Regions from separate parts of the Drosophila melanogaster genome. Here all the other regions are linked to region 3. The links are chromatin contacts, called in public Hi-C and HiChIP or PLAC-seq maps. All regions are on one chromosome and are shown on one strand. The core of a region is the stretch at or near the end of the contact, and the rest is flanking DNA. Distances in the headings are between cores, read along the strand shown.

The links. A called contact is a pair of places that touch in the nucleus more often than the background predicts. HiChIP or PLAC-seq counts read pairs in DNA pulled down with a chosen protein or histone mark.
Region 1: a contact with region 3 is called in a Hi-C map of the Kc167 cell line, with 2.7 times the contacts expected there. The contact joins the promoter of GstT4 here to the promoter of lncRNA:CR33963 in region 3. A contact is called at or near these places in 1 of 1 datasets of contacts at CTCF or cohesin (the Kc167 cell line), 10 of 107 Hi-C or Micro-C datasets (the Kc167 cell line, the S2 cell line, embryo and 2 more) and 1 of 6 datasets of contacts at active chromatin or transcription factors (the Kc167 cell line).
Region 2: a Hi-C map of the Kc167 cell line shows a contact between it and region 3, with 2.5 times the contacts expected there. The contact joins the promoter of Prx2 here to the promoter of lncRNA:CR33963 in region 3. A contact is called at or near these places in 3 of 107 Hi-C or Micro-C datasets (the Kc167 cell line, the ML-DmBG3-c2 cell line and the OSC cell line) and 2 of 6 datasets of contacts at active chromatin or transcription factors (both in the Kc167 cell line).
Region 4: a Psq HiChIP or PLAC-seq map of the Kc167 cell line shows a contact between it and region 3, with 7 times the contacts expected there. The contact joins the promoter of bif here to the promoter of lncRNA:CR33963 in region 3. A contact is called at or near these places in 4 of 107 Hi-C or Micro-C datasets (the D17-c3 cell line, the Kc167 cell line, eye imaginal disc and 1 more) and 2 of 6 datasets of contacts at active chromatin or transcription factors (both in the Kc167 cell line).

The regions. Positions count from the first base shown.
Region 1 is chrX:13,403,309-13,407,453 of dm6, forward strand. GstT4 (Glutathione S transferase T4) reads left to right here and starts at 1,441. Exons shown (of 4, transcript NM_132658.2): 1 at 1,441-1,776. The coding sequence starts at 1,659.
Region 2 is chrX:13,327,333-13,332,077 of dm6, forward strand. It overlaps Prx2 (Peroxiredoxin 2), which reads left to right and starts at 2,492. Exons shown (of 2, transcript NM_167359.2): 1 at 2,492-2,632; 2 at 3,790-4,662. The coding sequence starts at 3,790. The coding sequence ends at 4,374. It overlaps IP3K2 (Inositol 1,4,5-triphosphate kinase 2), which reads left to right. Exons shown (of 6, transcript NM_001298272.1): 3 at 16-265; 4 at 334-602; 5 at 819-929; 6 at 1,056-1,971. The coding sequence ends at 1,433.
Region 3 is chrX:12,657,310-12,661,893 of dm6, forward strand. lncRNA:CR33963 (long non-coding RNA:CR33963) reads left to right here and starts at 2,153. Exons shown (of 1, transcript NR_002692.1): 1 at 2,153-3,323. It overlaps Tis11 (Tis11 zinc finger protein), which reads left to right and starts at 2,106. Exons shown (of 4, transcript NM_001272561.2): 1 at 2,106-2,239; 2 at 3,225-3,558. The coding sequence starts at 3,475. It overlaps CkIalpha (Casein kinase Ialpha), which reads left to right. Exons shown (of 4, transcript NM_078585.6): 4 at 1-525.
Region 4 is chrX:11,677,251-11,681,496 of dm6, forward strand. It overlaps bif (bifocal), which reads left to right and starts at 1,720. Exons shown (of 6, transcript NM_167295.3): 1 at 1,720-2,039; 2 at 3,594-3,864. The coding sequence starts at 3,603. It overlaps Vlet (Valette), which reads right to left and starts at 1,339. Exons shown (of 1, transcript NM_167294.2): 1 at 94-1,339. The coding sequence starts at 1,020. The coding sequence ends at 415. Ptp10D (Protein tyrosine phosphatase 10D) reads left to right here. Exons shown (of 13, transcript NM_206691.3): 13 at 1-88.

The DNA.
Region 1 (4,145 bases), core at 191-2,690, 750 kb after region 3:
CGTCTTTCAAAAATAAATATAAAAAATTAAATGTTTCCAACTTTTTAAGTTAGTAAGTTAAATAATTAGCAATAGAAATTAACTATTTTTTATAGGATAATCATAGCGAAATTTCTGAAAATGCACGAAATGAACAGCTGATCAAAAGTGAAGTGTAGTGCACTCTATTGAGCCATTATCGTGGCAAGTATCTTTGTGCCAACTGTTGTGCCACCTTGTACGGACAGCGTACACTTGTGACAGCGAATGCATCTTAGAGATACAGATACATCCGAAGACAAGGCACTTTGGCTGGCACTTCGGCCCAGTTTTATCAGCTCAACAGTTGAACAAAAACAATTCGCTGACCGATATGGAAGGTATAGTTGTGTTTCTTGTTCTTGTTGGTATTTTCTGTTATTGGCCCCGTTTTTGGTAAACAAGATAACACCGCACATCGTAGATTCGTTTAGTGGGGTGCTGTGGGGCTTGGGATCGCTGGGATCCTCAAAACACTTATTAATACTAAGCATTTTCTGATTGGAAATCGTCGCCAGATAACGCACGAATATATCAAAGCTAGTCCAGTACAAAGGCGAAAGAGCCGAATACCGAGTCAAAAAGAAACCAGCAAAACAAAAACAAGAAAAGCCGCAGCAGCAACAAAATACTAAAAGCAAAACAAACAGCGATAAAATCGAACAGCTAGGCACACTTGAAATACCCTATCGAAAATTGGGAAAGCCCTAACACATGGATTTAAGCCAAGTGTTCGTTAAGCCCTGAGTAAATGCATCGAGTTTAATAGCGGCAAGGGAAGCTATATGGACTCTATATGACTTTATGGTTAAAATATAAGCTGCTTGTAACTATCGCATTTATGTAAGTTTTAGTATGAATTTTGGTATACGGCCAAGAAAATGAGTAATAAAACCTGGTACCAATTTTCACCACCATCCGATTGGTAATACCCGAGTTACGATAGGTAAGTTTTGCATATCCCGCTCTCTTTTCGCTGTGGGCCACACCCTCTTTTCAAAGGGGCATGCAGTCGCAATGTCTCGATCTCAGCGAAAGGGTAGCGCCAGTGTCAGCAGAGGCGGAGCAGAGGAGCAGCAGTGGGGGCACCATATACAATGTACATATGCACAAGAAGCCGGTCTTTTTTGTCTCTGTTTTTGTTTTTGTGTTCGCTTTGTTTTTTTCTCTTTTTTTTTTTTTTTTTTGTTAGCATCTTGTTGTGATCGCAACGCTGCTCCGCTGGCTTGTTTTTGCGGCGCATTTAATGAATGCGCCCCGTTCACCCCTCCCCTAATACTTCACACACACCACACACCGTACACCAAACGCCATACACCATACACCATACACCACACACCACCTCACCCCACCCACCAGTTTGCTGCGCAGTCGGCGTCGACGCAGCGGCATTGCGTTTAAAATGTCGCAGCGACGGCGCTGCGGAGCTCAGTCTAGCAGCAAAAGTCCAGCGATACGGTTCCAAAGCGATCTGATCTCAGTTTCGATTTGAATCCCCCGATCTGGAATTTCGAATTTTGGATTGTACTGCAGTGCATTGAAGTGCCTACACAACTTTTTTTTTCGCACCCACTCTAGTCACTTGGAGAGAGCACACTGTATATAGTTGGAATATATATATATTAGTATATATCAACGAGATGTCGCAGCCACTCAAGTTCTACTTCGATTTCCTGAACCAATCGAGCCGGGCGCTCTACATCCTCCTGGAGGCCTCCAAGATCCCCTTCGAGGCCATACCCATATCGATGCTCAAAGGTGAGTAGTACTCGCTGTTAAGAAGGGAGTGGTGGTGGGCAGGGAGTACGTGAGCGGTGGCACACACAGCCACATCTATAAGACCAGCCACATCTATAAGGGCCCAAAGGTCGAACCAACCGACCAACCGACCAACCGACCAACCGACCGACCGACGAACACATTCCTATGCATTTATGCTGCCCTTTGTTTTCGATATTTTTCGAGTCGGCGAGTGAGTTTCCAAATAAATTTTCCGCTCGTTAAAAATTCCACAATCCAAACGAAAAGTTTCCAAGGCGAAAGCGGGCAGACGTCGTTTTTGAAATAGTGTCACTCCATTCGAAAACAATTGAGGAACTGTGGAACATGGCGAGATTAGACGAACATATGTATTGTACATACATATGTACATATGAGTTCAATGCAAACGTGATTGTTCTCAAAAATAATTTCTTAGCAAATGATAGATAAGATTAAAAGGAATCCCGAAACGAACGTGAGGATTCCTTAGAAAGTGTGTGCAAAATAATTATATTTTTTTTTTTTGCAGAAGTGTTCGAGCATTATTGAGCAGTCGCACTTTGAACGTGTTTACAGATAATCTTAGCCTTTGGGGGCATCCAAAAAAAAAAAAGAAAACCGGCTAATTGCCTTCTATTCACGCTTTTATCGCAGGGCAAACAAACTACAAACTCAAATATGGGTTTCAAAAATATACAATATATGTACATACTATATATTATTCTTGATTCAATAGTATAGATTCAGTACTGTACCTTAAATTCGCAGTGCACTTTGCTCGTGTTTACTCCGCACGAGAATTTAGAAACCGATCTTTGCGCTGGTTTTATCACCTGCTCGCCAAACTGGGACACTTATCAAATTTTCGATGAGATCCAGCGTTTTGTTAGCCACTTTGTTATTTCCATTACCATTCGCTTGAGTTTTGTTTTCCTTCATCATTTGTTGGATGTGGTTTTACTATTTGCCAAGCTGCGCGTGCGCTTAGCACTTTTCGATGATTCGCATATGGTATCAATTTAGGAATGGAGCTAAGGTAAGGAGGGTCTTCACACCTCGTCTTGGTCGTTCTCCACTTGGTCAAGGTTGGCGGAAATGCCATAAAGTGCAGAATTGATGCGAGGATGCAATCAGCGGCCACATTAACGGCTGCATATATAATTGCGATATGTGGATAATGTCGTCTCGCGTTGACGTCAACGCTTTGGCATCGCGTAAGTTGATAGCCACATAAATAGGTATATACTGGGATATCAACTACTATGCTAATCCCAAGGAGAGCTCCCCCAACTCCTCGATACAATGTTCGATTCCCAGACAGGCCTGCCTTTTTTGTTTTTGTTTTTTCTTTTCTTTTTCTATATATGTACAATATATTGGTTGGTGCTGGCACTTGGACTTTGCACTCCGGTGAGCCAGTTAGTTCGCTTAGAAATCAGAGTCGTCGCTGCACGCGAGTGGAGGCAACAAGACAACCTTGTGGAGGTTAAAGACTCCGAGGCGGGGGCAAGCACTTTCAGTAGTTTCAGCACACATGCACACACATTCATAGAGTGGAGCTAGCTGCACTAGCTTCACTAGCACTGGTGCTCGGCTCACCCGGTTTTTTATGCCGGTCCGAGCATGACGCAAGGAATCTAATCTGGCGGGGAGTTTACGAGCTTCACTGCAATTCGGATCAAGTGGAAATCGAATAGAGCTCTCGATTGGGCTATTAACATCATAAACAATGATATTTTCCAACCCAATTCGGTATGCCCTTCAGATTGTTATCTACGAGTGGGCCTACCGATTTGCCAAGCAATCTGTGGTCTTCAAGCTGAGTTCCCAGAGGTCATATAAGGTTATGGGTATGCAGGTTGTATACCTTTCTAAAAGTAACCGTAACGATTTTGACTGCACTCCATGGGCTCAGATACAAGATACTAGAGTCCCTAGAGATCGGAGCAGGTTAGACGGGTTAGTTGCTCGATGGGAATATGAAACGAAGAGAATATTATACTATATACGCTGATATTGGAATTTACAAAGATTATAGTTTATGAATAACGATGGGTAATAAGCTACCAGAGATAAGAGCAGCTCTTTTAATTAGCTCCTGGCCATATAGATTAATTGACTGTCACAATGCAACTGCGATAATGACCCTCACGAGCTTCCGGCTGCCCTTTCTATTGCGATCCCTGGGTCAGCTACCAACCATCAACTCAGATCTTGATCAGCCAGTCAATCACGAATCTCTCACGAATCGCCCTTTGCCTGGATGGAGGCCAGCATATGGTGGCTTTAATTTTCCAAATGGCAGCAATTATAAAATTGAAAAATTGCCGCCGCCAATTCCCAATCTAATCAGCTGATGTCGGGAA
Region 2 (4,745 bases), core at 1,242-3,741, 670 kb after region 3:
CCACGATTCTTGCAGAGCTCCGGCTGGCGAAAGATTCGCAACATCGTTCAGTGGACGCCCTTCTTTCAGACGTACAAGAAGCAGCGCTATCCATGGGTTCAACTGGCCGGACACCAGGGCAACTTCAAGGCAGGTCCCGAACCGGGCACCGTGCTCAAGAAGCTCTGTCCCAAGGAGGAGGAGTGCTTCCAGATTCTCATGCACGATCTGCTTAGGCCCTATGTGCCCGTTTACAAGGGTCAGGTGACCAGCGAGGATGGCGAACGTGAGTGAAACGAATTGTGATTATCCTTGCTAACTAATCTAACTGATATAATCGTGTGGCACAAACAGTTTACCTGCAGCTGCAGGATCTGCTCAGTGACTATGTGCAGCCATGCGTCATGGACTGCAAGGTGGGTGTGCGCACCTATCTGGAGGAGGAGCTGTCCAAGGCCAAGGAGAAGCCCAAGCTGCGCAAGGATATGTACGACAAGATGATCCAAATCGACAGCCACGCTCCCACCGCCGAGGAGCACGCAGCCAAGGCGGTGACCAAGCCACGTTACATGGTCTGGCGTGAGACCATCTCCAGCACGGCCACGCTGGGATTCCGCATCGAGGTGGGCTTGAATTTGAATTGAATCTATTCCATTTAAACTTGAATAGCCAACCCAAAAAAACGAAACCACTAAATTAACATACGACTATGTGAATGAGAAGCGTGTGCAAAGTGCCAGGCTACACATTTATCCTTAAAGTCAAATGTAAACATTAATTATTCATTCAGAAAAGTTAATGGAAAGCCATTAATTTAATCGTCTAAACATCATTCGCAGGGCATCAAGAAGAGCGATGGCACCAGTTCCAAAGATTTCAAAACGACGAAGTCACGCGAACAAATCAAGTTGGCCTTTCTCGAGTTCCTCAGCGGTCACCCACATATTTTGGTGGGTATTCAAATTAGCCAAGCATGCCCAGTTGAATGCCATTAACTTGGGGATTCCCTGCGCTTGTCATTACTTTTTCTTTTCTTTTTATTTTATTTTCTTTTCTTTTTTTTTTTTTGCATACAGCCCCGCTACATACAGCGTTTGCGAGCCATAAGGGCCACCCTTGCGGTCTCGGAATTCTTCCAGACCCACGAGGTTATCGGCAGCTCCCTGCTCTTCGTCCACGATCAGACCCACGCCAGCATATGGCTAATTGATTTCGCCAAGACGGTGGAGCTGCCGCCGCAGCTGCGGATCGATCACTACTCCGCCTGGAAGGTGGGCAACCACGAAGATGGCTATCTCATCGGTATCAACAATCTCATTGATATCTTTGTGGAGCTGCAGGCATCCATGGAGGCGGAGGCGCATGCGCAAGCGCAGGCGGAGGCCATTCAGTCACCCGTTTCTGGTTCTGGAGGAGATCAAGCGGAGCAGACGGGTGAAGAGAGCAAACCCTAATGGGAAATCCATACATTTCCACACGGAGGTTTGGGGCTGGGCCCCGGAGACAAAGACATTTCCAATTTCCGAATCGATTAATCCCCAATTCCTAGGCTTAGTTATACATTTTTTTTTTGTTTTTTTCTAACAGTTTGCGTACATTTAACCCCTTAAGTTTAAAATCAAAGACTGAAATCACAATATGCATACACATATTTTTTAATATATACGATATACGCGTACATATACATATATAGAAGATATATAGCCTGGCCTATATGTGCTGCTGCTGCTGCTGTAGTGTAATTTATTTATCCAAAACAAAAAAAAAAACAAAAAAATTCACGTTTGGCGAATCCTAGAGATACCCGAATGGCTGGAGATAATACCCACAAGGCAGTTGCAACTGTCGATCGTAACGATACGAAAAGTAACTAAGAAATGAACACACCCAACACGCAACAAGAGCTTAGACTAAGTTTTTAATATAATGGTTATGCGACTACCTACTAAATACTACTAATTGTGCACTATTAAATTCAGTTAAAACAAAACGAAAAAACGAAAGTACTTGTTTCAATTTATTTGTGGAGATTTGTGGACCACAGAATAGCATAATACATAGAAAATATTATTTGCGCCAAAGTGGAATAGAAATGGTTATTATAAACAGGAATCAGTTCTTTAACTACATTATTTATAATGGAAGAATTAAAAAAAAGCGCGGTTTTTTCATTTTGGCGGCAAAATGACGACCAGTGTGACCGTTAAGCTGGTGTGCCCGAATTATACTAAAAGTACTGCTCAGTACATATTATTACACATTATTTATTATTAGTAGTAGTACTTGTTTCCAAGTCTATCAAAAGTTATTAAGCGCTACTATCTTAAAACTTGAATATTAAAACTTACCATTTAAAATGTAGAATCCACTTTTGAAAAGCACGCCAATAGTTGATAGATGGCGCTTTAAGCACTTGCTAAAAAATATCGATGAGCAGCGTTAATCGGCGCTGCCTATCGCAAGCGGTATCCGTGTTGCGGCAGCCCTGGTCGACCAGCATTCGCTTAATTTCAATCCATTCGCGAATTTCAACTCGTGCCGAAAGGTTTGTTTGTGCGAAAGCTGAAGCTGCGAGAGAACGAACAAGAGGAAGCCCACGCGGAAGTCAAGCAATTACCGAGAATTACTAAGAGAAAAAATATAACTGTTTAAAGTGAGTGTTCCTTGGGCGATGAACAGGTCGCTCATTCTGGGCAAAGTCGGCGAGAAATTGCGGAGCGTAAGATTAGAAATTAGCATCGCTGTTGTTGCTGTTGTTGTTCTTTTTCGATGAGCAAAAGATAATGATGTTCATGTTCGGTCGGCAGATTCGAGATTATTTCACAACTTTTTGCACCGAGAGCATAGTTTTTTTCTTCACATTTCGTTCTTTTTTTTCCACTTTATTGGCACGTCCGTCGCACACACTTACACACACACGTACACGCGAAGAGCCGGCGAAAAAAAGGGCACAAAAATGAAATCAAAACTAGAGGAAAATATTTGCCAATTCAGAAATAAGTTTGTGATTTGTAATTAATTCGCATCCATTACATGAAATACGCGAACGTGCCGACAGTTCAATAAATTCAATCGCATAAATGGGAGCAGTCGAAAAATTTGGCTAATTTATTATTCCGGGTTTCTTCCATTTCGCTTCGCTCGGCGGCCATTTTGTAGAGTTCAGCTTTTCTACTCTCCTCTTTGATCTTTCCAGTTTGTGGCGAAATATCTGGAAGTCAAGGGTAATTGCCCTTAATCGTTAGTAATTGCCGCCATTAGAACTCCGATTTATAGAGACTTTTAGTATGGAATTAGCATCAAGTTAACTACTTTACAATTGAAAACCAATTGGAAGTTACATAGGCAAGATTAAAGGTTATAAAATAGTAAGTTTACTACAAAATAGGTATATTGCATATGAGAAATTTCAAGAATTTCGTAAATATTTCCAATTTTCATTCTAAGGGCCTAGCATAATATTGATTTCCCATCATAATACTTTAACAGTATCTATTCATATTAATTTCCATGATTTCACTAGCCTCTATAAATGCAATTTTTTTAAACAACGGTTATCTTGTAATAATCCGAGGTTAGAGTGATGAAATTTTTGTTTTTTGTGGGGCCCAAAAAATCTTGATAGATAAGATAAGATGCGTATCGGTCGAAAGAGGAAGTATCAGTCACAGCGAGATTTCAAGGGGACCATATGAGGGATTTACAATTGAAGTTCTCAAAAGAAGGCGACTAAGTTCAGAGCACTTTGTTGTTAATTATTCGCTAGTTTGAAGAAACATGTCTCTAATTCGCCATCCATTCATTGAACAGATGCCCCAGCTACAGAAGCCCGCTCCCGCATTCGCCGGCACCGCCGTCGTCAACGGTGTTTTCAAGGACATCAAGTTGAGCGACTACAAGGGCAAATACCTGGTGCTTTTCTTCTACCCGCTGGACTTCACCTTCGTGTGCCCCACCGAGATCATTGCGTTCTCGGAGAGCGCCGCCGAGTTCCGCAAGATCAATTGCGAGGTGATCGGTTGCTCCACGGACAGCCAGTTCACCCACTTGGCCTGGATCAACACGCCAAGGAAGCAGGGTGGTCTGGGCAGCATGGACATTCCACTGCTGGCTGACAAGTCGATGAAGGTGGCCCGCGACTATGGAGTGCTCGATGAGGAGACTGGCATCCCCTTCCGCGGCCTGTTCATCATCGATGACAAGCAGAACTTGCGCCAGATCACCGTCAACGATCTGCCCGTAGGTCGCAGTGTGGAGGAGACCCTGCGTCTCGTCCAGGCCTTCCAGTACACCGACAAGTACGGCGAGGTCTGCCCCGCCAACTGGAAGCCCGGCCAGAAGACCATGGTGGCCGATCCCACCAAGTCCAAGGAGTACTTCGAGACCACCTCCTAAAGAGGCTATCTGTTCGCTGAACGGGGCCGCTCCTGGCGAGTGGGAGTGGATTCGAATCGCAAACCCCCCGTTCAACTAAAACCAATACATATACTACATTATATATCCTACACATTAACCCTAGAGCGTAGAAGAAGAAGAAACTGTGAGGCATCTTTCCCTGCAACAGCGCCACCCAAAAATAAGATGATAAACACCTGCAGACGCTAAGCGGAAAGTGATTATTTTTTACGTATATTTTGTGTGCTTTTTTTTTTTTGTAATTCACCACAATAAACGATTGTACGGAGCACGTGGGTCTTTATCAGGGGGTGGCGGGCGGACTTTCGCCTCAAACCTCTGGTCTTATCATCCGGGGAAACATTTCCACA
Region 3 (4,584 bases), core at 903-3,402:
AAAAAAATTAATAAAACACACCGAGAAAAGCAAACAAAAAAAATATAGTGGAGGATGCGGAGGAGAAACAACCAAGCAAAGCCAACTGAGATGGGGGAAAATATAAAATAAAAGCAGCAACAAGAGTAAAACAAGCAAATAATAATTATAATGAAGAAAGAAAAAGAAGAAAACAGACCGCAAAACTGCAAAGTAATTTTGCATAGTACGCCGTAATAATTATAAATATAACTTATATTTAATTTTTTGAATTACATCAATAAATATGTTGAAATTAAATTTCGACTCGGCGCTGTTCACATCTGCATTAGATAGAGATGGGGGCATACGAAAGGGAAAGAAGTGCATTCAAATATATTTATTGTTGTAATATACGTCATTGTTTATTAGCGATTAGCTCTATTGGTTAATAATCTTTTTTAAAATTGTAGCATGTAATTAGTTTTTTTATTATACTATATTAAATTTACATAAAAATTGTATATTCATATATATATATATATGCATACGTTTTATTTGAGCCCCAACATTTAATTTCCCCCATAAGTGCTTTGTATCTAAAGTTGTATTCGTTTCAGCTGAAATTAAAATTTAGTTGAAATTAAAGATGCTTTTATATATTTAAATTAATCACAAAAAAATGCCTGTGTTTTTCAGATCTTGCGTTCAGTCATTAATAATGCATTTTAGTTATGAAAACTTGAACGTGACATAAAAACATTTCATTGTCACATTGGTTTATGGTTTATGGTTTATGGTTTATGGTTTGTTTATTTAAATTTGTACTGCTACTATTGATATCATCTAGTAGATTGCATAGCTGGTAGTTAGCAAAATATTCTGAAGAGATGAGAAAAAAAACGTAGAATCTTTGTAGAGAAAGTTGTCAATATTTTAAATTACGTTTATATTTAATGGAATGGTTATCTGCGATACTGTAATGGATGGTACAGGGGGGCGCAGCGTTAATCATCTTTCTTTAAAGTATTTTCCATAATGCCTCCAAAAATCGATTCGTAATGTTTTTTCACTTTCAGGTGGTCTTTCTTAAGATCCAAAACGAATTTAGCAGCTGACGTCTTTTGCAACCCGACTGTGAAATACATTTATTTATTAGACCCTCTTAATTTCTTTGTTTATTCGTCATTGTTGACCAATGACACGTACGCGGTCCGTCTGTGTGTGAGAATGTGCTTTTTATTATTTATTAACTTTATGGGATGTCCACTGCACTACTGACCCATTCCAATCAGCACCCCGTTTGCAAGCAGAAGGCGCTGATTGGAAAACACCAATTGCAGTGCAATTGCTGATAAGAACATTTAAAGTTCTGATTGAATAGTAAAAGAGCAAAAACGAAGCGCAACATTTATCAATTCGTCTCTTTAGTTTGACAAGAGATCTTAAAACATTTGCTATTTATAATTTTACATTTATAAATAACTTATTGCAGGATAACTCCTGAGAACATTGTCATTATTTTATCATTACATTCCTAAAAAGCTAACATGGGGAAAAATACAAATGAAATTTAAACTATGGCGCTTGTTTTGATACTGCGATTTAGATGGCTGCCACATAGTTTGACTTTGCCACCCGTGGAGCTGAAGTGACTGGAAATATATCTTTAACAACTTAAAGTTGCCTAACTAGTGCAATTATGCGCTTCAATAATGTTTTAAAAATAGTAGAAATTGGGACAGCGCTGCCAATAACTTCGAAAATTTAAAGGCAATCCAGTGGCACCACTGGCAAGCGAGTAGGTACAGGTGGCACCTCTACCAGTCGAGTTTGCACAGGTGGCACCACTAGCAAGCGAGTTGGCTCGATTAATGTTACTTGATTTACTATCGACTATGCTACTTGATTTAAAGGTATTATATGAAAAAACTTTCATTTCAAGTTTGAAGCATTTTTTCTTTTAGCTAGGTAAAAACTAACCGACTACAGAATAACCATTTACATATCTTAGACTCAAACGCTCTGACAAAAGAGCGCCTAACGGGAGGCCAAATGCCGTTCACCAAAAAGCATATATGACGTGGGCATTTTTCGGCTGACTCGCGGCTGGTCACACTGCCGGGCAACCGAATCGAAAAAACGGCGATTCGACATTTTTGTGCGAGTGTAAGGTTCGATTCCGATCTGGCTGGTTGTCTGACGGACGTGCTGCGTCTATTTTGTTGTGTTTTTTTGCGAACGAGCGAAGAGCGACAGGACCTCTGCGCCCGTATTCAAAGTAATAAGCGATTCGATAGCCAAATTAAAATTGTGTGCTTGTTTCTCGTGTATCTTGTGGTGTTTGTGCGATCCAAATCGAGTGGTCAACTTACATTCCCTTTCATCCTTTTCGTGGTTTATTTTTTTTTGCAAGTGCCGGAAAAATTCGAATTGGTTGTTCATCAATATACAACAGTTAACTGTATAGTAAAGTAAGAAATGGTCCACTGTTGTCGTTGTTTTTAAAAGGTGTAAAGTAAGAGTAAATGAATATAAAAGGCGCAACGAGAATTTCTTGAATCATGTTCAAATAAGCATAAGCAAGCATTCGATTAATTTACATGCGCGCATGTGTGCAATCCCAAGGACTTTGGGAACAAGAAGAACCGCGCGCACAAGGAGCATGCGAAGCAACAGGGAAAAATCATAAACGACAGAAATTGCTGCCCTTTTATTTGATTTTTGTGTTATGTTTTTTTTTTTGATGATTTTGAGTTCGCTGTCGCAGCAATAATATAAGAATTACAAACACACAGACGCAAGTGATATACGACCACCACTAGAGATCGCACACACACACGCAACACTTAGGCACACATAGGGAGATAGAGTGAGAGAAGGAGGAAAGGAAGGACGGAAAGGAAGGGACGAAGCGCAAGCTTATCTTTTCGCTTTTCGAGAACGCGAACGAAGACGATAAAAGCAAAGCAAACAACGCACACACGTAAATAAAACAGACATCGGCTGTTTAACAAACACACACATGTGTATATCAAAAAAGGGACAAAGCAAAGCGAAGAATATCAGCCTTTGGTTCTTCTTTCCTTTGCACATGTGCCTGGAAAATATCCTTACGAACACACTCCCATACGCATACGCATACGAACGACAAGCACGTGAAATTTTTGTTCCCTTGCTCTTTGCCCTTCTCTCTTCTGCCCTCGTGCATCGCTCTCTCACTTCCATTATTCGTCGCTAATCAAACGCTCTCTTCACTCTTTTAGCTGATTTTTTTTTATTGTTGCAATGCAATATTCGCGGAACGAATAACAACAACATACATAACTCAATATTCAAGTGCAAAGCAAATACAAATCAAACACAAAAGAAAAAGCAACGAAATAAAGATATATAGAAAAGAAAAACAAAACGAAAAAATTCGCACATTTTTTCTGTCTTGTCCAGTGGAAAATACAACAAATAAACAACAACGGCTAAATCAAGTTAACAATCTGTTCAAAACCAATCAACAAAATGTCTGCTGATATTCTGCAGAAATCAAGAGAGCAGGATGATTCGCACTACTTCGAGCGTGGCGATATATCCAAATACGTAACGGTAAGTTTCCCAAAATTCTCAAAAACTACGTTTTCCTCCGTTTTTAACTGTTCGGTCATTATATTCTTGTTCTTGTGTTTTTTTTTTCTCAAAATTCGGTATTGTTTAAAGTGTTATTTTTCAAGATGTGGTTTTACCCAGAGTTATGAATGAAATTGAATAAATATGCCATGACTAATTTACAAAACTAATTCAATAGGTCTCTTATGTTGTTTTTATATTGCATGCAGATGTGCGCATATGCATTTTTGTCTTGGTATTTGGGCTTCCAAGAAATTTAGTAAAACTCAAATTGCTAATTCACTAAAAAAAAAAGTCAAGCACTTGGTAAGCAAAATTAGAGAAGCTCCATATAGATTGAGTGAAAAGAAAACTTAAAATATTTTCCAGTCAACTTAAAACATGCCTAAACCACATGTTTTTTTTTGGTTTATTCATTTCGGCAGTTGCATTTTGCGCCGCATTTGTGTCGCATTGTTAAAGGCAATATGTGCATCGTTTGCTTAATTTCGATAACTTGTTTTCCATTTTTCACTTCGTTATATTTCCGTTTTGTTACACTTGTATTTGTTGTTTGTTATTCCCCATTATAAAGCTGATTCATAATTATACTTTCGGTTTGTCAACTCACAAAAAACAGCAACAAATAGAGAGTGTGTGTGTGTGATGGTGGTGAAAAATGAAAATAAGCGACAGACTATAAAGTGGACTAAATAATTCTCTGATAAGGATTTGTGATAAGTGTATTGGAGAAGGGGGCGGGGCATCCTTGCATATCACTCTCTCCCACCCGCTCTTTCTCCCTCTCGATCCGCTCCCTTACGCTGTGCACCTTCTCTTTTTGTCCCTTCTCTTCGTATTTATTTGTTACAATTGGCGTCATCGCAGCAGCATCATTAAAAGCAGCAGCAACAACAGCAATAACACCACTCGTGATCATTTACTGTTTGTATATACATACGTATGTATGTGTGTGGTGCATGTGTGCGTGTTGCTGGCAGCGACGTTGGCAGCGCAGCTGTTGAT
Region 4 (4,246 bases), core at 470-2,969, 980 kb before region 3:
TGTTTATCAGTAGAATTATGATCCGAGGTGGAGCAGACGAGTAAAACGCATGCAGAGATCCATTAAAGTGTACTGTAAAATGTGCCACACATTGTTTTATCTAAATTTATTAAAGGATTTATTATTTTGCAGAGGGTAAGTTCTAAAACTTAAAAACTAGTCCTGTTTGGAAGATCCTAATCATTGCAACGTTTTATAAATCAAAGCCGAACTCTTACTCTAGTAAAAATTTGGCTACGTTCGGAAAATTAGCCAGAACATAGGAAAAACCCTACTGAATTAAACAAAAAAAAACGTGTTTAACATTTGGCTACGATCGTGTTAGTATTGCATACTTTTAGGTCCATCTTTTTGCACAGAGTTTTGTGTGAATCAACAATAAAATTGGCACTGGAATTGGTCGATGGCGTCCCACTACTGATTGCCAGGCGCCGTTGCTCCTGTAGTCTTCATGGCCAGCATGGCGTCCAGTTCGCCCTGGATGCTCTCGAACTGATTGTACAGTTCCATTAGTTCCGGTTGTGTCATTTCGATGTTGATATCCTCGCCGACGGCCGTTTTCATTTGGAGCACGGCCAGCGGGGTCTTCTCCCGCTGCTGGCAATGCGAGGAGATCTCCATGTTGAGCTTCCAGGCCACATCTTCGATGACATTTGATTCGTACCGCTTGCTGGCCAAATTGTTCATAATGGGCGTCGTTTCGCGCACCCACAAACGCAATATGGCATCGATCTTGGCCTCATCCTCCAGCTGGAGTTTCTCGCGCAGCTCACGCTGCAGCAAACTTGGCTTGATGATAAACGTGGAGATGCGACGCAGGATGTAGGAGAAGGTCTTGATCAGCAGCAGGAAGTCCTGACGCGGTACGCCCACCAATCGCTCCAGTTCCTCGAGTGTGTACTCCGGTTCGGTGTTACTTGTGGGGTTCTCCTCGGTGCTGCTGTCCACCCGGCCGGTGGTCGTCACACTGGTGCCCACTGTACTACTGGTGGCACTCGCCGATGCTACGCTGGGACTCATCTGCCGGTGGGTGTAGAACAGAACCGTCGTAAAGGTCTCGTAGGGCAAGGCATTGATGATTTTGATGCCCTCACGGGCTCTAAGATATAAATGCAAGAAATTAATCTCTATAAGAACATTGATATTACATACCTTTCCGTGATCTTTATCCAGTTAATGCTCATTGTGAGATATATTTAAAAATTTTTAAGGAACATAGAGTTATTAAGTCTTTACCAGCACTTCTTTTATTATGACTTTAATATTATTTGTTTATACAGACCAACAATATACAAAAAACTATCGACTTGCCACGGTGCGGTGCTGCCACACAGTTACTACTGCCAATAATAACGGTAAGTGCTGACTAAAATACAAAAATATTACATTTTGCGATGTGATTTTAAACATATTCTTTATTAATTTTTTAGATTTAAATGTTTTATTAAATTAATTTATTTTTCTGTATTTAGGCCTGAATAATTTACCTTATAAAATTACAATGTTTTAAATAATATTTGCTGTTATGTTTCCTGCAAAATAAAATTCGTGAAAAAAAGCCGCACCAGCAAATATCAATACCAGATTGTCGACGGCACCGACGATCGACGATTCAATTTGTAGAAGATTATCAAGTACGAATAGTTTTCCAACTCATTAATATAATCGTCCTACCTGGCAACTCCGCTGATGCCTATCGATGCTCCGCTCGATAGCGCCAACAATCGATAAGCAGTATTTGTGTATTGGAAACGCGGCTTAACTTAATGCAGATTTTTCCGCTGATTCGGCTGCGAAAGATGCACTTTTAAGGCGCAGCGAGTGCACCCACGCCCCGAGTTCGAGTGCAGTTGCAGTCGGGAAAGCTTGACAAGTGCGCGGAGCAAGGAGAGCGACGAGTTCGTTGAGCTACAGCGAAACGGAAAAGTGTAAAAGCGGGGTAAACAGGCGCAGCGGAGCGGATGATAAACGGAACTCGGGATCGGAAAATTGGAAGCAAAACCAACCACCGATTATAAAAAATAGTCAGCATCTTAAAAGTAAGGATTTCAAGCTAAGGTTTCAGCGAAAGCCCGAGAAAAACAAAAACCCCAACTAAACTAACGGAACAGTGCGTCGGGATATATGCATGTGTATGTGGTATACGTATGTGTGTCTTTGGCTGCGTGCGATTGTATTGTTCCTGTGTAAATAAACAAAACCCGGCTCTTTAGTCTTCCACTAGTTCGTTTCGCGTTTCTCTGCGAGGAATTTTTGTTGAAAAAACTCAATTTGGCATAGCATAACTTCCAGTTTATTTCCCTATTCTGCAAACTGTGTGTATCAGTGTGCTGGTGCTTCCAGCATGCCGTAAAAATCGATAGCGCGTCGTCGGTTGTTTATTTTATGCTTCGTCTGCATTTTGCAGCCCCTTTTTATCGCTCTCCCCTTTTCAGCCACCCTTGCACACACTCACACTCTCTCCGGCGGAGTCGTGTGATGCATACACACACACACACACAGACACATGCATACGCCTGATACGGGAAATTAAAAATAATACTTTTTATCGCGGCATGCAAAAGGCAAAGCTGCAAAAACAGAAACAATTCCAATTCCAACAGCAATAATCTAGCCATGCAATCAATTTTAGCCAAACAATAAAAAGAATCGTTTGGTTTCAGTTTCCCCGCTTTTCTTTTCCGTTATTTTCCTCTCTATATTCGGTTTTATCGCATTTTCCGCTCATTATGGCAGTTTAGCATATTTATGCTGGAAAAATATTGGGGTTTCTTCGCTTCTTACCTTTGTTTTACGTTTTGTTTTGCTGTCGGGCTGTAAAAACAGCAGTTAATCCAATTAAGAAAAATAAAACTCTAAATGCCATCGCCACCACGAATTCGAAATCACCTTTTATCTACTCAAAAGATATTCATCTTATTTATTTTCCAAGATAAATGTTAAATTATAAATATATTATAGAACCATACACTTGTTGAAATAGAATTTCTGCTAACAGCTGCGAGTTTTACAGTCATAACTATTATTATTATTTATTAACTTAGATTTCTACAGGCTGCGATTTTATAAAAATGATTCAATTTTTTATCTAGACTTTGTTATTAAAATTTCTACATAAGCAGAAAATAATTGCTGCAATGACAAATATTTCATTTTCAGCTTGTGTTTATCGTAGCTTATTTTTTGTTAAATGTATATTAAAGTATTTACTCCCCTTCTCATGTAATATACATATATTGAAAAAACAGTACTTTTGTCTATTAGAATATATTTATACCCTCACTTATTGGTTCATCTCGAAAACTGGTCGAGTAAACTGAGAATCTTGAGATAGTTTCTTGAATTGGATATAATTTGCATGGTTGGCCAATCTTTTGGGTCGGCTATGCCCGCCTCTTTGCTTCGTAGAGGAGCTTGGGCACCGGGCACTTGCAATTGGCACCAGCTTCGGGCCAGTCAGTCCGCCAGACTTGGTCTTTGGGTCGAGATGTAGAGCTGGATAGTGTGCCACACTATATAGGGGATACTACTGCGATACAGACACCGCGGACACGGCTGACATGCATTAATGCTGCGAATAATGCCTATTGCAGACGGGGATAATGGAGTCACAGAAGCGGCCTTCGTTGGACTTACACACGGATGTGCCAGCAGGATTAGCAGCTGGAGGATCTGGCCTGGGAGCTGCAGCTGAGATGTCGCCCACTTCCGGTTTCCTGCCGGACATGCCGCAGTGGAAGAAGGACCTCATCCAGCGCCGGAAAACGAACGTGGCCCGCACCCAGGCGGCGTCCATCACCTCGCCCACCGATGGCAGTTGTGGGGCTTTGGCAGAAGCCAACGCAGCTCCAGGTGCAATTGCAGGTGAGTGGTGGTTGGACAAACTGGAATACTTTCACCTGACACGCAAATTAAAGGTATTTTCAAGCCAAGCATTTCTGTCAAGGCATGTTAGGTGCAAGTATTCGTATTTCTAATCGCTATTTCTTGCATTCTTGACAAACGAAATAATTGCACTTACTTTTGAGCTCCATACTTATCCCTTTTAAATGATACCGTTCGGTACTTAAAATAAATTCAACGAACTATAGACTTCGGAAAGGTTTTTAAAATATTTAAAAACTGCCGTAGCAAATAGTAATCAGGGTGAAATATATTGACTGGAAAAATGCGAAAGACTAATTGTGACTTACACAATCTGCAATTGCTCAGTTGGCGTTAACCAGCCATGAGTAATGGTAACAAG